2 separate regions of the Nothobranchius furzeri genome follow, and region 2 is linked to region 1. Evidence: chromatin contacts called from public Micro-C data. All regions are on one chromosome and are shown on one strand. The core of a region is the stretch at or near the end of the contact, and the rest is flanking DNA. Distances in the headings are between cores, read along the strand shown.

What was found. A called contact is a pair of places that touch in the nucleus more often than the background predicts.
Region 2: a contact with region 1 is called in a Micro-C map of tail fin, with 4 times the contacts expected there. The contact joins the promoter of nck2a here to the enhancer-like site in region 1. A contact is called at or near these places in 2 of 2 Hi-C or Micro-C datasets (skeletal muscle and tail fin).

What each region holds. Positions count from the first base shown.
Region 1 is chr14:26,103,139-26,107,822 of NfurGRZ-RIMD1, reverse strand. All of the region lies in intron 1 of nck2a (NCK adaptor protein 2a), which reads left to right. Among protein-coding and RNA genes, the nearest start is that of ecrg4a, 38 kb to the right of the region's middle. Within about 2 kb of position 1,927, at least 1 of the 3 cell types and tissues checked has an H3K27ac peak or open chromatin away from gene starts, as enhancers often do. A contact at or near this core is called in tail fin, where this site is marked.
Region 2 is chr14:26,148,838-26,153,521 of NfurGRZ-RIMD1, reverse strand. It overlaps nck2a (NCK adaptor protein 2a), which reads left to right and starts at 2,445. Exons shown (of 4, transcript XM_015966158.3): 1 at 2,445-2,697.

The DNA of each region.
Region 1 (4,684 bases), core at 678-3,177:
ATCCTCTTTTACGTGCTCTTTCTCGCTTTGTGTGCTATTCAAAGAGCCTCTGAACGTCCCCCCGTGTGTGAAGGGAGTTGTGAAGTGTTGGTGAACCCCAGCTCAACGGCCTCATCTTTCTCTTTAAACTCTTTTTGTAAAGGAACTGGGGTCATGATGGGATTGCACTCTAAAGCATTTTTTAAATCCTCTTATGTCCAAATTAGGTAACTTTTTTGTATAAAATGCTGAACTGCATGTTAAATACTAAAAATTGGCTTTTGTTTTAGCACCTGCTCACTTTTTATCATGTAACGAATACAAGTTATTAACTCAGAAGAGATAAATTGATGCCATAGGTTTGTGGATCTATTGGTTTATTGTTTTGATGGGATTCACATCTCCAATGAGATGCATGCACCAGAATGAGCAGAAATGCTGCTGCCAGGCTGAGGGGGAACATGCACTTTTTCCATCCGTCCCCTCAATACCTAATGAGTAAGGTTGTCAAGGAGAAGGAACACTGCATCATGGATAGGAGAGGCAATGTACTTGTGGGAAAACTTCATGTTAAACTGTCAGTTTGGGGTCAAAAGAAATGACGAAATTATGGAGGTTTATTGGAGAAGTAGCTGAAAAACTCGAGATGGACTATTTTCAGTATTTGAAGCATTTTCTTCTGTGCAACCTCTTAAATGACAATGCTGCAAACTTTTCACCATCTGCATCTCATTACAGTTAGCTCTTCAGATCCATCACAGCTCACCTAAGTCTGCAATCCAGAAAACCTCAGTAGACTTCCACCTGCCATTCTGAAAAATCTCCAGCAGGCTCAACCCAGCTGCCCCCTGGATTTTTAAGCGGCAAGTAATGTAATGGGCACGTTTTACCCACAAGCTGCCAAACGGCAGCAAAACCGTTCCATGTAGGTGGTCTCGCAAGGTCACAAAGTGACCATAGAATTGCAAGACTGTGTGTGATTTCAGTAGTTCATGATATGACGAGCACGAAGAAAGATGGCAGCATGTATTCAAAAAGGGTTTCTGTTATCTTTACCTCGGTTAAAGAGGTTTCACAGGTAATAACGTACTTTTTTTTTTTTACTAGTTAACCAACTTGAAATCTGCATGTGACTTTTATTTTTGAAAGTTCCAGATGTTTTACACTGCTTTCGTGTTTGACTTCCTGTCTGGCCTGATCTGAACTACTGAGCTTGATGCATTCTAGAAGTGGAGTGCATTAAAAAATAAGACTTTAGGCGTAAGCTTCGCAACCAGTTAAAACGCACCCATCCACTATAATGATAGCTAATTGCTTCCTACTGTGTTTCACGGGCGTTACGCAACGCTTTTACATCTGGTAAGACCCGCTCCGAGTTTATCAGGAGAGAGAGGCGTGGTAACAAAAGAAAAACATAACAGCGTAAAAGGGAGAACGAAAAAATGAATGTGTCAATGGAGGTAAAAGAGCTGTTTTCTAATTCGCTTTGCCTTAGACCCTGGATCACATATACAGTATGCTGTACTTCAATTTAAATGAAAAGTAATGCTGTGTGTTTGAATCACGCCACTTTGAGATTAATCAGCTTGTAGAAGTTCGTAATTAGCATGACTACAAATCAGATATCGGCACGTCACATACATGACGTCACCACAGAATCTCCTCTCTATCGTAGCTGCTACTTACCACATGTTCAGATTTATGGGGGTTCTTTCCTTCTGAAGGGAGGATTTTGCCATTTTCCCTCAGTTTTCCTCCATGTCTGGTTTGATAACATCACTTTTGTGATGCCCTTTTCAAGTCCTGGACTTATTTTCACACAAAACCTAAAATAATGAACTAAGTACCAGTTTTTCCTCTTTGCTGTCATCAAATGTTAATCAGTTCATCTGAAGGAAGGAAATGTAATCAAACAAAAAGAAGGGTGTAATCTGGTCTAATCCAGCTGTTGCTGCCCGAGGCCCAGAGGCCAAAGCTTGTACTTTGTCTCCCGGAGTTGACATCACCATCTTGTCATAAATCTGTCCTCCTTTTTCAGTTTCCTCCTCACTCTTAAGAATCGCAGCTGTCGCTTTTGTCTCTTTTGTCTCTTCTCTGAAATGTCAAAGCATCTCTTGAATCTTAATCCTCCTGCTGCTTTGTTACTCCAGTAAAAGTAGTCACATCCTGGGAAGTTGGGGAGCTTAAATTACAGTGAACTTGGCACAAACTCCTGGTTTTGCACAACCCTCTTCCTCTCTCCTGTCCCTGTCTCAGCCTGCGGGGCAATCCAGTTTGACAGCTTTAGAGATGGCAAGCAGAGGCACATATTCATTGTGCAAACTGTTGCACTTGAGTTGTTGCTGCGCATTGTAGAGCTGTAAAGCAGCTATGAAACATTCTCCTGCACTGATGCACAACGCTGCACTCATTTGTGACCATAACAGTAAATGCATTCAGTAATGGATCCTCTGTCTCTGTGGTTGAAGCCTAATTGAATCGGTAAAATAAATAAATAAATAAAAGGAATGGGTATCGCTTTACAGAGTCCCTGTTAGCGTCTCATAACAAGTCGCCTACAAAGAAGATATAAATCTTTCCTCTGCTAATGGAATCGTTTCTATATGGTGCAACTCCACTTACGGTGAATCAGTACTTTGTGTTTGATCTTTATATCTTTGCTGATCAATACATTAAAGGTAAATGATTAATAGTTTGAAACGATGAAGTAAAACCTTATTGTTCCTTTTGTTGTGTAAAGATCATCATTGTTCACATGCAGTAAATATTAACTCGTTCCACCCACATGTTTCCAAGTAAACGGTGTTTGACTCAGGAGTTTCTGTTGTGATTCAGAGTTTCTATAAATAACTGAAACTGTTACTATGATAAAGACAGCTCATTAGCCGTTTATGATTGCTTCTTTTGGACAAATTAAAATGACTTTAAATGAGATGGTGATTATTTTACACTTCAGATCTATTCTATAGTAACTTTGTTTTTTGTCAGTCGTGACAATTTAGCTTCCTTTACTCGTTGTACAGATCGTGTTTCCAGTCTTTACAGTGAGCTAAATATAAACCGGACTGGCCACATTGCTTTCAAAGCATGACTTTGCCTTTGCCACTGAAAGTTTTCACAGATTAGGAATTTACATGAAACATCCCCTATCCCAAACGCATCCTCTCAAGACCTCAGCTCCCCAGCAGTATTGCAGTCTAGCTGGTCGAACGATCTAACCCAAAGTGCAGTGAAATAGAGCATGTAATCGCTCACTGCCTGTTTGGGACAAAACACAACAACTAATAGGTTAGGTGTGTTTGTGCACAGACAGGACGACCACATAAGTTGATTTTGTGTCTTTGCTGCTCTCTTCTAACATAAGCCTTTCACAAATGCTTCTGTGAGGTGAGTCACTGCTGGTGTTACACATTTTAGATGTTGCTGTAAATTCCAATAAAGGAATTATCTTTTTATGCCAGTTCAGACTCTTAAATTTCCCGTTAACATTTAGCTAGGTTATGTAATAGACTAGCAACACTTTTGAGATTATAACCAGACTAAAGCCCAGCATGAGCCGGGATAAGCAGTTTATAAATTCTGTGCAGGGATGAATGTGGATCATTTTGTAATGACTTCTTTCTTGTGACCGCGGTGCTGAGCCATGCACACACAGCTTAAGGTTATTTAGTGAATATGAATGCAGCGAAGGCAGAGTAGTCATCTTTTACTCCTGCTTTCTGAAGGTAGTTCAAAGTTTTTCTTCAGATTTTGGCTACATTTGTCCAAATGTTATTTCAGTTTAAGCCATTTACTCTGACTTATGAATCATTTAGATGGTGCTAAACTCAAGGGATGAGCCAATGTAGTGTTGCAAGTTTTGTATTTAGGGTCAACAGGCCCGTTTCCACAATCAGAACGTACAGCTAGTTTTACTAGACCTAGCAGCAGGTATGCATTTGGTTTTATTTCACTAGGCTGGCACAGAAGGACCACTCTCTGGGCATTTTCAGGGACCAAACATATACCAGCCTTAGGGTACGCACTTGGAAATGCTCCCGTAGACTAGTCGCTGGGTGGGAATTGTGGTTAACTCATGCTGATTGGTTTGAACTCATTCACTGCCAGCCATTTCCTGATCAGAAAAACCCTTCGCTGCCAGCGTTTTCACAGTTTTTTTAAGAGTCACAGACCGTTGCGCGCTAGGATGATGTCAATGCCAAAACTAAAAAAAAAAACAAAGTAGACTCACTTCTTACATCAGGAAGAATCCGCGCTCTTTGAGCGTTATCCGTTCTTCCATAATCCGTTGTGGAACTGTGATCGGCCGAAGGTTTTCCGGCCTCGCTTTTTTTACAGCAGTGGCCCAAAATGATCTAACACATGGATTTTCTGCTTCCTGGTCACGTGACGTGTGACGTACGTGGATGAAGGTCGCTTTAGAGCTGGGATGTTTGTTCTCATGGTGCGGGGGCTTGTTCCGATGCCCACACAGTAAAAAAATAAAATGCAAATAACGACTTCAGTCGTCATTGGCAGTGAAGGAATTAAAATGACAACTTTTGTCGTCAATGGCAGTTAATGAGTTAACTCAGTGGGAAATTATGTCGACAGATGTCATCAAACAACGAGCATTTGTAAAATCAGAAGGGTTGCTGGTGAAGCAGAATCAAAGTAAATGGAAAATAAGTATAATTGACACTGCTTTGAAGGTTCAATATCATGC
Region 2 (4,684 bases), core at 1,196-3,695, 45 kb before region 1:
CTAAATTAATATTTGCTTACAGTGCCCTCATTTCATCAAAATTATAGAAAAAATAACAAAAAATGTTGATAATTACATTTATTTCCTTTATCTCTTGGTGTAGACGTTAGAGCGCAAAACAAATGTAAGTACATTTAATTAATTTGAGAATTGTTTATTTAATATTCAACAGCTTATTAAAACAACTTTCAAAACCTTTAAATGACATTGAGAACAAGAATTGTTTAACATTTTTAAAATATTTTCCTTTTTAAATTAATTCACAAATATATAGTCACAAAATATGAAATACAAGATGATTTCTGCTCAAAATAACAGGATCTTTTTTCTGTAGATCTGATTTGATTAAAGGGAATGCAGCACAATGCCCTAGTTATTTCGTGTGAATAGCAGAGGTGTGACCAAGTCACTGCTTTGCAAGTCACAAGCACGTCACAAGTCTTTTCAGTCAAGCCTCGAGTCAAGTCCAAGTCAAAGACAACCAAGTCCAAGTCGAGTCTAAAGACAATGATCTGGAAGTCCAAGTCAAGTCTAAGTCCTTACCTTTGACTATTGAAGTCATATTCAAGTCATCTGTCCAACTTCAATTTAATGACAATGATAATAAATAAATCCCAGAAATAAAGCTTCTTAAAGCTTCATTTATTTGCTCCAACAAGCAGGAAGTGCAACTGAAACTGATTCTAAACAAAGTGCTGCTGCATTTAGCAGTACAAGATCAAACCCAGAACCAAGAATGATTTATGATTTTTGTCCATGTCGGGCCACTTTTGTGCTAAAATATCAATGATGCTCAAGTCATCATCAAGTCACCAGATGCAAGTCGATTCAAGTCGCAAGTCATTGGCGTTCAAGTCCGAGTCAAGTCGTAAGTCGAGTCCAAGTCTTGTGACTTGAGTCCACACCTCTGGTGAATAGCCTCAGAATTCTTACATTTCCAAAGTGCTCTATACTTACATTTTGTGTAAAAATCGTTTAACTCTGTGTTTCAAACAAATGAAAACTCTACTTTGATCTTGCATTTTTAAAGAAAATATATTTCTCATTCTTATCGCCAAGGGGCGACACACACACCCAATCTGTCCCCTTTTCCTCCAGCGTTGTCCTGTACTAGTCCCGGCGTCAGTGACGTCACCAACGGGAGCAGCAGCCAAGCGTCAGCAACCACGGTATGAAACCGGAAATACTATTATTTTCCTTCAAAGTGAAAGCTTTGTGTCCTTTTCAGAGTTTGGTGGAAGAAAAATGGGGAAATATACGCAAACAGAGGAATAACACATATGGAAATGAAACATTGATAAAATGAGTATTTAGCCAACACACGCACACACACACACACACACACACACACACACACACACACACACACACACACACACACACACACACACACACAGACAATTTTGTGTAAAATTGCAACGGTTTGGACTTACTAATTGAAGATGTGTGAAGTAGTAATCAGCTGCATTAGTGGACAGCAGCAGTCAGGATAAACACAGTCAAATCCAGCAAGCCTCTTAAATCTCAGATAGTTCATAGAAGTTCAGGCAAACAGTATATTATAGATTTTTCTTTTATAAATGTTGCATTATTTTGCATCAGTCACCTTGACTGGGTAACTAAACACTTGTTTCACACACACACACACACACACACACACACACACACACACACACACACACACACACACACACACACACACACACACACACACACACACACACACACACACACACATTGCCAAGTCTTAGGTGTCTATGTAAAGTATGATATAACAGAAACGTTTATTAAATAGTTTTTGCAAATTCAAAATGTTAGAAAATCATCACTGAATAATCTTCATCTATTCAGCAGCTAATGATGTAAGCTATACTTAAAAACTACAGTCAGTTATTTTTGTTTTGACATTCACAGATCAACAATGACACTAAATATGTGGAACAACCTTCCTTTGAAACACAAAACTGTTCAAAGGTTTGACCATTTTCAATTATTAATCAAGACTCTATGGTATTCACTGGCTCTAAAGTTTGTTTAAGAAGGAATTCCTGCACATGCACGGATAAAAGTTCCAGTTTCAAGGATCCTAGTTTCGTTGCGCAATTATAATTTTTTTATGATCTACTGTTTTTTGTCTTTTTATTAGTATTTCATTCATTCTAAATAATTTCTATTCCTTTAAAATGTATAGTTGATCTTATTTTTGGTCACTGAATGTTGATTTAAATGTGTTTTATACATAAGCCTAAATTTTGTCTTAATCTTGCAGATTTACTTTTAAAATCTGTGATTATGTATTGTATATCCTGTATTAGCAGTTACTAATTAAAACTAATTAATTGAATTATATGTGTTATTTTGAAAGCATTTAGAACATGTTCAACATCAAGAATGAAACTGCGTAAATTTATTTTGAAAGGAAAAGCGGAAGTGAGATGTCAAATCCGGTTAGCTTGAAAAAAGAGATTGTGAGGTGGAGGCAGTCACCCCGCGACGGAAAAACAAGCGAGGACAGGTCGAGACGTACATGCTCAGTCCATGTTTTAAATTAAAGGAAATATTTGTAAGCTGAGGGATTCTTGAATGTGAACCTTATTTCCGTCACTTTCACGCGAGATTAGTTACTTCTCACGCGCGGGTTTGTGGTTTTGTTGAGCGTGTCGCTGTTTGCCCATTGTCACTGGAGTCAACACTAAGGTAAGCCTACAAACCGCATATGAACTGTGTAAGTTGGGTCACCTAAACAGGAAACTTTACACACTCCAGCTGTGTGAGCTTTTATGTTGTTTGTGTTACTTTCTTTCGAAAAGAAAATTTACAAACAGTCGTAAAAGTTTAAACAAAAATGGTAGCTTGTGGTGTCACTTTCTCGCTCCTACGCCTGGTCTTTGTCCACTCAGATGGATTAATACAACTCAAACCTCGGCTAGCTCCAAATACGAAGGCGCCTAAAACATACTTTGTTTTTGGTTCTCTTACATTAATAAAATAAAAAATACCATATATAAATGTAGCATTTTGTAACATCTTTGTTCGCGGTCACTTATTAATAAAGGCCTCTTAGCGAAGACTGCGATCCACATCAGGTCTTGAGACATCTGTTTTGCGAGACATCTGTTCCGTCTGAGTAATCGTCCACATGATGTAAAATTGTCGTTAAACGAGTTTTCAGGTTTATTGAAGACAAATGAGCGGCTTTGTGCGCTGAAGCGCCTGTTGAAGTCGCAACAGTTCACACAATGACCATCACTTTCCTGAAACAGTGCAGATTTGTGACTGGTGCCACATGTCGAGCCTGTCAGTGTTTCTAGTGGCTTTTCATGGGAACTGCACCACGAAATCCCTGCATCACTTCCAGAGGGTGGTCAAATGCATTGTCTGTTCGATTTTGGTCTATTCGTCAATCTGTTTCCGTTGTTGTTCATTTTATGACAAAATAAACCCAGTTTTAGTGCCTAAAAGCAGAAAATTGCTTTTTTCTAGCAGGTAAACTTGCATAAATGGCACACCCATTCTGCAGACACACCCTCCATCGTATCAGTCTAGTACAAGGTGCACTCGGCTATGACAGGTATGTGCGTCATGTAATGGGCTACTAGTCAAGTATGACAGGAACTTCCATTACATCATGTCTTGATGTAAATACGAATGTTTTCTAACATTTCTCATTTCATAAACAATATAAGTTTAGAAATAAATTATCCACATGAAAACAACTGCAAGGGGTTAGGGCAGGTAGAGAGTCTTCATTCATCCCCGCGTTGCCCTTCACCTGCATGCGTGGTTTTGTTTTCATCAAAAGAATTCTAAAAAAGCATTATTGCGTGAGAAAATATTAGCAGCCGTTAATTATTGCATTAATGCGATAATGATGCATTAACTTTGACAGCCTTAATAAAGGTAAAAATAGTGCTCAATAGGGCTGCACAATGCATCACAAATATATCATCTTCGCAATATCGGCATACGCATATCGCAAAGAACAGAATAAAACAAAATGGTCAGCTCAAATGCTTGCTAGACATAATGCTAAAGGTTCTTATAGGTTACGACACTTAATTTGGATGGTTAGCAAACACCTGAATAAGCTTCGTTCTGCTTCTTCCAGGATCCACTGATTGTTCTTGTTCATTTTCTTTTTCCGTTTCCTCACATCTTTTGATTACAATCGTTGCATTTCCCATTTTTTATGATATTTGATAATTTTTGTTCTTGAGTTAAGTATTTTTTTATTTCAAGTCATCATCATCATTGCAATATTAATCACTGTTATCACGCATAGCAGCTTTTCATGATATCGTGCAACACTACTGAAAACACACCCTGCTAGAACTCACCAGTAAAATCTAAAGTGCATTCAAATTTTTCTGTAAACTGTAAACAAAACGTTTTGATGCTCCTGAGTTAGCAGCAGTGTCATCACAACAAATTCATTTCTGAGACTCTAAACTGAAACTTTCTATGTGGTTATCTGTGCATGTGCCGGGCTTTAAATTGGGTCAACTAAATATATTGGCCTGTGCTGATGTAAAAGGTAAATTGTTAAAATAATGTTTTAACCAAGATAAATTTAAAGTAAAACATTGAGTCAATTATTCATTCAAAGTGTAAAAACAATTACTTAAATAGACCCAGGTGGTTGATGTGCTGCATGAGTGTTTGTAATGTTTCCTGCTTCCTGTTT